Linked DNA regions of Mus musculus: region 1 is linked to region 2. Evidence: chromatin contacts called from public HiChIP or PLAC-seq data. All regions are on one chromosome and are shown on one strand. The core of a region is the stretch at or near the end of the contact, and the rest is flanking DNA. Distances in the headings are between cores, read along the strand shown. Region 1 holds the start of Slc25a27 (solute carrier family 25, member 27). Region 2 holds the start of Pla2g7 (phospholipase A2, group VII (platelet-activating factor acetylhydrolase, plasma)).

Region 1 (4,432 bases), core at 316-2,815, 99 kb after region 2:
GAAAATCAATGATTAAGGAAAATAAAATTGTGTTAGCTTTGATTAGAAAGAAGACAAATAGATGGGCCAAAGGCAAGAAAGGAAGAGTCTAAAGGGCAAAGCAATAGGTAGTGTGCTGGCTATGCTAGGCATAAAAATAAATAAAGCTCCGCTAGAGACGGTTGGATAACATTTTCAAATAACTAATGCACCAGAGACATTTTCCTTTTTCTTTCTTTCTTTTTTTAATGGACAAAAAAATGTAAGGGTAATCTCAAATAGCTTCACAGAGACCACAGGTTGTACTCAAAACCTCCCTGCCCCCTTCCTGAAAAACAACAACAACCACAACAACACCCCCACCCTTTGCTCATGCCATAGTGCCGTAATCCACTTTAGGTGGTCTGTTTATTTACTTATTTATTTATTTGTTGTTGTTGTTTGTTTCTTTGAACTCACTTAGGCAGATGGATCTGTCTTGTTTTGTTTTGTTCCTATAATGTTCTTGGAACACACAGAAATAGCTTCTCTGCAACAGGCAGCAGCTGTAAATAAATGTCTTTCTCTGCATGTGCCACCCCCCACCCGCCACCCCACTGAGCCTGGAAGAAGGCCACACTGGGGTTTTTTGCAATTGTATATCCAGGACCCACTACTGCATCAACTGGAATAATGCTGCCCCTACCTTGCATTTACCACATATAAAAATTACTTCTCAGAATTCCCCTTAACGGGTATAGGCTCAGAGAAGTGATGTGGCTGACTGGCATTAAGCAAATGTTCCAGAGGGATGGTTAACAATTGGAGTCCCTCAAGGTAGGACTCACTGTCCCCCTTCCCCCAACTCAAATCTTAAAGACTCCCGAGGCAGCATAAGACTATAAACCACAAAAAACGATCCCAGGGAGGATGAAAAAGAAAAAAACAAACCAAAACCAAACCAAAAAACTGTGAACAAATGGATTATGGTTCTATAAAGGTCATCCTTACGAAAGGGGAAATGTTTCCTAGAGAGGTATAGGGCTCATGAAGAGCCCAAGAGTACTCACTCAGGCATAAGACAACATCCCTGGGGATGGGAAGACAAGGACCCTGGACACCTCCAATCCACGCTCCTCCCGAAGCTGGCCTACTGGGCACCTGACCACATCCTTGCGAGGGTCCAACCTCTGAAGATGCACTCCAGCCAGGAGTGAGGCTGCCCGCCCATCCCTCCCCCAGCACGATGCCGCAGCCACTCGCTGGGGAGGCCGAGGCGGGGGCGGCCGGTACCTAGCTCGGCCACGGTTGCGGCGCAGCCGGACAGTAGGAACTTGCTCGTCCGGGGCCATCTCTGCGTGAGCGGCAGCAGCTTCTCCTCCTCGGCGATAGGCATTCAGCAGCAAGTCAGGACCACTGGGCACCGCTGGTCGCCTGGGAACCTGCCACCCTGCCGGCGCCGCCCCTTTTCAGCCCGAGAGAGGTCAGGTCAGGACCATGTGCCTTTATTACGCTCTGCAAAGGCGCCGCCCGCCTGGTAGCTGGACCGGTCCGGCGGCCTCAGGTGCTGAAAAACAAAGCCGCACCCAAGAGGCTTCTGGGAAATGTAGTTCTTGGGGGCTCAGCGACTTCTCTGATTGGCTGGTAGCTAGGCGCCCGCTGCAAACAGCTAGTTTACTCGAGCTCCGCCGCCTCAGGATGTGTTCCCGCCTCCTCCGTCCCAGCCCAGCCCAGCCCAGTTCAAATCAAAGCTTTTTTTTTTTTTTTTTTTTTTTTTTTTTTTCTCATAATTTGAAAGCCGTGGGAAGGTGGAAGATAGCCACAATGCAAAAATCACACAAAAACTGGGGCGGGGCAAAGGAACCACAGTTACGCAAGAGAATTTGTTTAAAAAGTTTCTCGGCTCAGAGTTTGCAAAACTGGGCGCATTTTCCTCAGTCGGCGGGGGACTAGGAGATTCCCCTGGAGAAGGACGTTTTCAAACGTCTGTTGATTCTGGAAGATGGGCATTATGGAGTTATTCTCACCAATAGCAATCGCCGTTCTGGGAAGCTGTGTTCTTTTCTTATTCTCTCGGTTGAAGAATTTGCTTGGACCCCCGTGCATCCAAGGCTGGATTCCCTGGATTGGAGCTGGACTTGAGTTTGGGAAAGCCCCTCTTGAATTTATAGAAAAAGCAAGAATCAAGGTATGTAGCAGTGACAGGGAGTTTGGAGGGAGGTAGTATTTCCTTTTCTAATTTTTCTTTTATTAAACTCAGTGTTGGAACATTGGGCATACACATACTTCCGGCAATTCGTCTACTCTGTTTCTCTACATACCTTGTTGGAAATAGTCAGGTCTTTTGACTGTTAGTAATTCCCTGCAGTTAATTCTAAGTGGGTGTTTATTAACATTGCAGATGTAAGCTTGTAGTTTGGGGGCGGCGACAGAAGAGTTTCCATGATTTCAGTTTGTGAAAACGAGTAATAAATTTGTATCACAAGTAGAGGTAACTCTACGATTTTATAAAACTTGATTTGCTAAATTGATCTTTACAGATTAAAAGCTCCCCAATATTCTTTCTTTCTCTCCCCATCCCTACCACCAGATACTATTTTATTGGTGAGTTCCTCCCTCCCTTATTCCCTGCCCTGAGGAAATAAGTAATGGATTCCACTGTAAGGGTTTTTTTTTTTTTTTTTTTTCCCATAAAGCAGCTACTGAATGTTGAACAGTTTAGAGAAGGCACTTTTACTGGCTGGCCTTTTAATTTCTATTCATATTTTGGCGGCCAAGATCTTACTGTGGTTTTGGTTGGGAAGCCAGCATGGTGGATGAAGTGCTTTCTGCAGCAACCACAAAAACCTGAGTCCATACCTCAACCCCTCCAGGTTCAGTGAGAGAGGCTTTGTCTCAAAAACTGAGGTGGAGGGCCAGCAAGAGGGCTCGGTGGGTAAAGGTGTCTGCTGCCAAGCCTGGCATCTTGAGACTGAACCTTAGAACCCACATGGTGGAAGGAGAGAATCAGCTCTCTCAGATTGTTCTCAGACCCCCACATGGGCGCTGTGATACACACATGCCCATATTCCATGTAAACACAATATATGAATAATATTTTCTTATCATTTAGTATTTCTTCTAGCCCTCCCCCACTTCTGTGTGTGTACACTCATGTGTTGGTGTTCTAATCCATGCATGAAGGACTACATGGAGTTCAAAGGTTTGCACCAGGGTGTCTTCCTAGTTTGTTTTTCCACTACATTTTGTTGGGACAGGTCCTCAAACTGCATCTGGAGCTCATCCAGTCAGCTAAGACTGGCTGTTTAACAAGCCTCTGGGAACTGCCTGTCTCTGTCTCCCTGGCTTCTGGAGAATTAGGGATGCGAGCTTTTATGTCTGGGTTTTGCCTGGGGTCTGGGGATTTGAACTCTGATCCTCATGTTGGCACAGCAAGCACTTTGTCCACTGAGCCATATTCTAGTCTTTGATGGCTGTATTTCATCAAATAAGGATAAGATATTTTATTTAAATTCCAGTAGTTGGGTGATATGGGTTGCTGCTAACTGCTTTTCGTTGTTTCAACCATTCCCTCAATGGATATTCTTATGTGCATGCAGTTGAACATTTAAAACTTATCTGTGTTGAGGCGTGCATAGCTGTAGCCATCTTGTTCCACGCCTGCCAGCTACTTTATATGGGTGCTGTAATATGCCTGTCAGTCACTGATGCACAAAAATAACTCGACTAAGAATAGGGTCATGATGAAAACATACCCTGTTAAGTACTGCATGAGATTTGTTAAGCCTAACAAATTCCACCACTATAAGCTTCACTTAGGACCTATGAAATTAAAGGTCAATATGAACTGTGATGTTTAAAATGGCTGGAGTCAGGGCCGAACTCTGGGCAGCTTTCCAGGACCTGAGCATGAGCTCCTTGTGTTTTTCTGGTTTTAGCCTTTAGGCCCTGAGAAATGTCCAGAGTGAAGCATTCAGCTCTCGAGCCTGAGCTTTGTTGCTCTGGTTGATCAGTCATGGTGTGTGATCAAGAAACCATTTCTGTTTAACTGAGATCAGTATTCATGGGGTTTGTGGGGTGACTCCTGGACCCCAACAATTTGACTGTTTCCTCAGGATAAACTCCAAAGATAGACTTGCTTGTGGGGAAATACACAATTTATTTTTTTAATGATTGCATTGTGTTATTATTTTACTGCTTTGAAAAAGATGTAATATATACTTTTAATCTTTATTTAGACGTAAAATGTGCTTATATTAAATTCTGTACCATACTGGATACCATAATTATGTGAAATGTTTACTAGTCTAGTGCATGAAAGATGAAGAAGGATCTTTCCTAAAAGTATTTCTTTGTTTCCCACAGCCTTCCATGGGCATAGAAGTTTAGTAATTTGTAAGGAATGTTTGAAAAGGCTATCTCAGATCAAATATGTGTGAGTGTTCTGTAGTTTTCTGGGTCAAACGAAACAATG
Region 2 (4,354 bases), core at 934-3,433:
ATAGGTAGGATTGCAAGATGGCTACAGACAACTTTTTGAAACAAAGGCATGGTTCATTGCTGGAGCAGGCATTACGGAACCATCTGTAGTTAAAGTTACGCTAGACCTGATGGGGGTGGGTTGGGGTGGAGAGCATTTCCACAATGCTCTGATTAAGCAAACTTTATTTAGACTGGCCAGTCAGTTGCCTCTCCCAAAATCGGAATTTCAGAGAGCAGATCCTTATCAGCTTTTGAGACCGCTATTATGGGGATAATTAGCTATTAGTGCCTAGACGAAGAGCAGCGGACTCAGGGCTCAAGGGTTTCTGTGGGGTAAAGTGTGATAAAAAACAGGTGGCAGGATATTGGGCTGCAAAAAAGAAGGCAATAAAAAGAAGTGGAAGAATAAATCATGTGAAAGAAGAGTCATCAGAGTATCTGGGAAGGCATATTTTCATAAGGCAAGAGGGCAGTCATAAACCAGGCGTGGTGACACACACTTTTAATCCCAGCACTCGGGAGGCAGAGGCAGGAGGATTTCTGAGTTTGAGGCCAGCCTGGTCTACAGAATAAGTTCCAGGACAGCCAGGGCTACACAGAGAAACCCTGTCTCGAAAAACCAAAACCAAAAGAAACAAACAAACAAAACCCAAAGAAGGCAGTCATAGTCACAGGTTCGGGAGTTTAGCAAGGCAAAAGAATGAACAAACATCATGGGATTGCAAGTTCAATGTAGACAGAAAAACATGGTTTGCAAGATACACTGGTCCTAGGGAACAGACACTTCTTGTAGGGAATGGAGACTTAATAACAATGTATAACAATGTGGCTCCTGTTTCCTTTTCACTGTTCCCGGTGGGGCACAGCCCAGTCTTTGAGAAGCAGAGGTTTAATCATAAACAGGAATGATCCTGGATTGTCTTTACTAAAATGGAGGCTGGCTGGTTCTTTAAGACCTCATGTGTACTAGGCAAGTGCCCTACCACTGATCAGTATTTTCAGGCCTCTATAAATATCCTATATTTACTTCTCAGTTATTGTGTTCGTCCGAAGAGGCTCTAGTAGACCTGAACATGGCAAACCTAGCTTTGTTAGGCCAGAGCCCTTCTCCTCTATCCCCTCTGCCTTGCTAAACTGTTAGATTACATTTCTAAAGCTAGACACCAAGGTCTCCTTCTTACTCTCCCTTGATCCTGCAGAAAATTATTGTTTTAAACTCATAAAGACTAAGTGAGAACTTAACCTAATCCAAAATAATCAAAAGTATAATACTGTAATACAACAGATAAATTTCAACCTAATTTCCCTAAAGTTTCTAAACAGCTTTAGATGAATGATCGGAAGATGGGTTTGAGGAGAAAACCTTTTTGCCGGGGAGATACAACACACATGTTAATGCACCCCAGAAAGGGAACCCAGACTGATCCATAGAACAATTTCCCCAGTGTCTAGCTTGGTGAACCAGTGAGTTCGTCAGGATTGGGGTTCCTAACAGAAGTATGGATGAAGGGGTACTCATAGGAGCAACTGCGTCACTCCCACACAGCACCACAGCTCCGTGGGTGCGAGCGATGACTCATTAAAGCCGCAATCCTGGAGCTCTCTGCACTTTTGTATACATCCTGGCAATCCAAATCTCTCCTTTGTTCTTCAGTCCTTAGAATCTCCAACCCCCCACCCCGCCCCCACCCCCGCCCCGCCCCCCGTTGTTTACACTTTTTATACCGCTGAGAAAGAGCCCTCAAGAATCTTCCAAATTTCTGCTCCTATAGAGAACCTTTCACATCTCCACCTCCACCCCCACGCCCTTGGAGAGGATGTTTGTATTTGCATGGAAATGTTTTTACAGCAATCATTAATAGCCTAGTCAGACTGAGCTATGAGACGGACTCTTCAATCACTCTGTTCCTCATAATCGCAAAGTAAGAAAGCTGGGTAGGGGCAGGCCTTCTAGTCTGGAACGTAATCTCCTCAAGAGGTGAAGCGGGATTCTGGGTACAAAGTAGCAAAATACGAGCTGCGCGGAACCTTTTAGATTCTCGACTAGTGTTCAGTGATTCCGTGAACTTTGCGGATATGGAGAACAGAACGGGGCTAGAAAGATAGGCTTGGGGATGGGCACAGCTCGTCGCGAGCCTGATGAGAATCGGGTGTCAGACTAGGAAACTAAGAGCCCATCATCACCCTCCCCGCCCCCCAGGCACAGTCAGGATCCACGCATGGGCGCTCGAAGAGGTCCAAGTGGTGGCTGTCCCTGGAGCTAGTGTTGTGTGAGCCTGAGTCGCAGCAGCTTGGAGCTGTCAGGAGGCTGGGCCACACGCTCCTCCCCTGTCCCTCTTGCACAGCAACCGGAGGAGGGGAGGGTCGAGCCTAAAGGTAGATTTTACGAGGAGGCTGTATGCTCAACCCACCTCTGAGTTATTCTATCCCCGGGGGTAAAAAGACTGTCTGGAAGCCTGCCGTGCTAGGATCTGACTCGCTCTGGTGGCATTGCTGCGCTCAGGGTTCTGGGTATCCGGGAGTCAGTGCAGTGACCAGGTAAGAAGCCCAAGGGCAGGGAAGGGCTTGTGATGGTGTCAGTGGGCTACTGCGGGGACGTGGGAGCGTGGTCCTCAAGGTGGGTGGGCTGGAACCACAACGTTCAAGTGTTTGGCTCAGGACTCACCTCGGAGCTCCCCAGAAACTGGCTCCAGAATTGTTGCGTGGAGGGGAGGGGTTGCTTCTGAGAAAGCCACCCTAAGAATTCAGAATTGAGGGGGCGGAAGCTGAACCCAGTGCAGCAGGGAAATGTGGTGTTCTTAGATCTCATCCTGGGACGTCCTTACAAGGAATATCCCAGATCTTCCCAGGTCTAAGAAGTTTGAAAACTGAATTATAAAAATAAAGCAATGCTGCTCTTTCTTGGGGCATCCGGCTGCTGGCCAGATGAAATGACCTTTAAGGCTGGATTTTTACAAAGCAAAGTAAGCTAAATAAATTAATTAATTAAAATTAAAATTAAAAAAAAATAAAAAAAGAACATGGTCCTCGATTGGGGCTTCCATTCTATCCCATGGGAATCACTTCAGGGTCGTGGGAAGGAAAAGAGGAAGGAAGGAAGGAAGGAAGGAAGGAAGGAAGGAAGGAAGGAAGGAAGGAAGGGAGGGAGGGAGGGAGGCAGGCAGGCTCTTACTCGCATGGTGTTGTCACCTCTAAAAGGCACGCAATCTGATTTGGGTGGATTACATTTGACCCAAATAAGATTGCTGAGTTGGGAGGCGCGCGCGTGTGTGTGTGTGTGTGTGTGTGTGTGTGTGTGTGTGTGTGTGTTCCCTGAAGCAAGAGGGCTGGTAAGCAAATTTTGAAGTCACATTGACCTGGGTCAAAACAAAGAGAAGGTCTGGAGGGTACTGGAGAACTGTCAGCACCCAGGCAGGTTTTTCTTACTGAAGGGACCCTAGTAACCTTATAGAAGAGATGGCTTACTGATGGAGAGTCCTGAGAATGGCAGCTTCATCTCCTTGCCATGGGGAGTTGGAGTTGTTTCCCTTCCTCAGGCATTTGTACACAGAACCTGTCCCTCACTGATACCATCCTTGTACTGATATCATGGGTTGGCATTCCAGGCTGGCGCTGACCCCAGTCACCCTGAAGCTGAAGGCTCAACATTCTGAGCCTCTGAGAGCTTCCGAGGAGGGACTTTAAAGAGCCTCAGGTACTCACTAAGCAATTGAGGATTCCCCTGTGAGGTGTGAAGGGCTGGTCCAGGATTCCCTCACAGCCAGGGAGTGTCTGCTCATGAGTCATAAAGAACACCTAGGGAATCTAACTAACCGCCCCTCCCCCACTCTGTTTGTAAACAAACAACTCAGCATCTCTTTGAGATGGCCTCAGCATACTGCCTTAAGCAAAGGGCCAGTGGGGTACTTAGAATGGGGGTCCTTGGGAAGGACTCCTTCAAGGGGGACCTTCCTGTTCTTATTTCTTTGTTCTTCTGAGGAATTTGCTGTACAGCTGAGAAGGACCTTGGGCTGCCTTTATCTCCTGGATTGTGGGATCCCAGGTCTGAGGCACTCACCCTAGCTGCTCTATGAGGAACCAGGGATGAACCCTGCAGTGCTAGCCAACAGCCTACAAACTAAGGTTACAGAGGGCTGTGAGCTGTCCTGTGGGTGCTGGGAATTGAACCTAAGTCCTCTAGACGAGTATCCAGTGCTCTTAATCATAGTGCCATCTCTTAAGCAGCCCCCACCCTCAGCTCTATACCTTAAGCTTGCCAGTTTTTCATGATTCATGATTACAAGCTGAGCCTGACTGACCCACTGACCCTAAAAAGTACAGAGCCATTTCTATCAAGTAAAGCCTAGATGAGGAAGTATTGGATAAAAAGAAAT

Evidence for each region. HiChIP or PLAC-seq counts read pairs in DNA pulled down with a chosen protein or histone mark.
Region 1: a contact with region 2 is called in an HNF4G HiChIP or PLAC-seq map of pancreatic cancer cells. The contact joins the promoter of Slc25a27 here to the promoter of Pla2g7 in region 2. A contact is called at or near these places in 2 of 39 promoter capture datasets (the 3T3-L1 cell line and macrophages), 1 of 15 datasets of contacts at CTCF or cohesin (the NIH/3T3 cell line), 1 of 115 datasets of contacts at active chromatin or transcription factors (pancreatic cancer cells) and 2 of 9 other capture datasets (adipose tissue and liver).

The regions. Positions count from the first base shown.
Region 1 is chr17:43,665,649-43,670,080 of GRCm38.p6, forward strand. Slc25a27 (solute carrier family 25, member 27) reads right to left here and starts at 1,566. Exons shown (of 9, transcript NM_001357122.1): 1 at 1,252-1,566. The coding sequence starts at 1,354. It overlaps Cyp39a1 (cytochrome P450, family 39, subfamily a, polypeptide 1), which reads left to right and starts at 1,724. Exons shown (of 12, transcript NM_018887.4): 1 at 1,724-2,146. The coding sequence starts at 1,961.
Region 2 is chr17:43,566,268-43,570,621 of GRCm38.p6, forward strand. Pla2g7 (phospholipase A2, group VII (platelet-activating factor acetylhydrolase, plasma)) reads left to right here and starts at 2,184. Exons shown (of 12, transcript NM_013737.5): 1 at 2,184-2,519.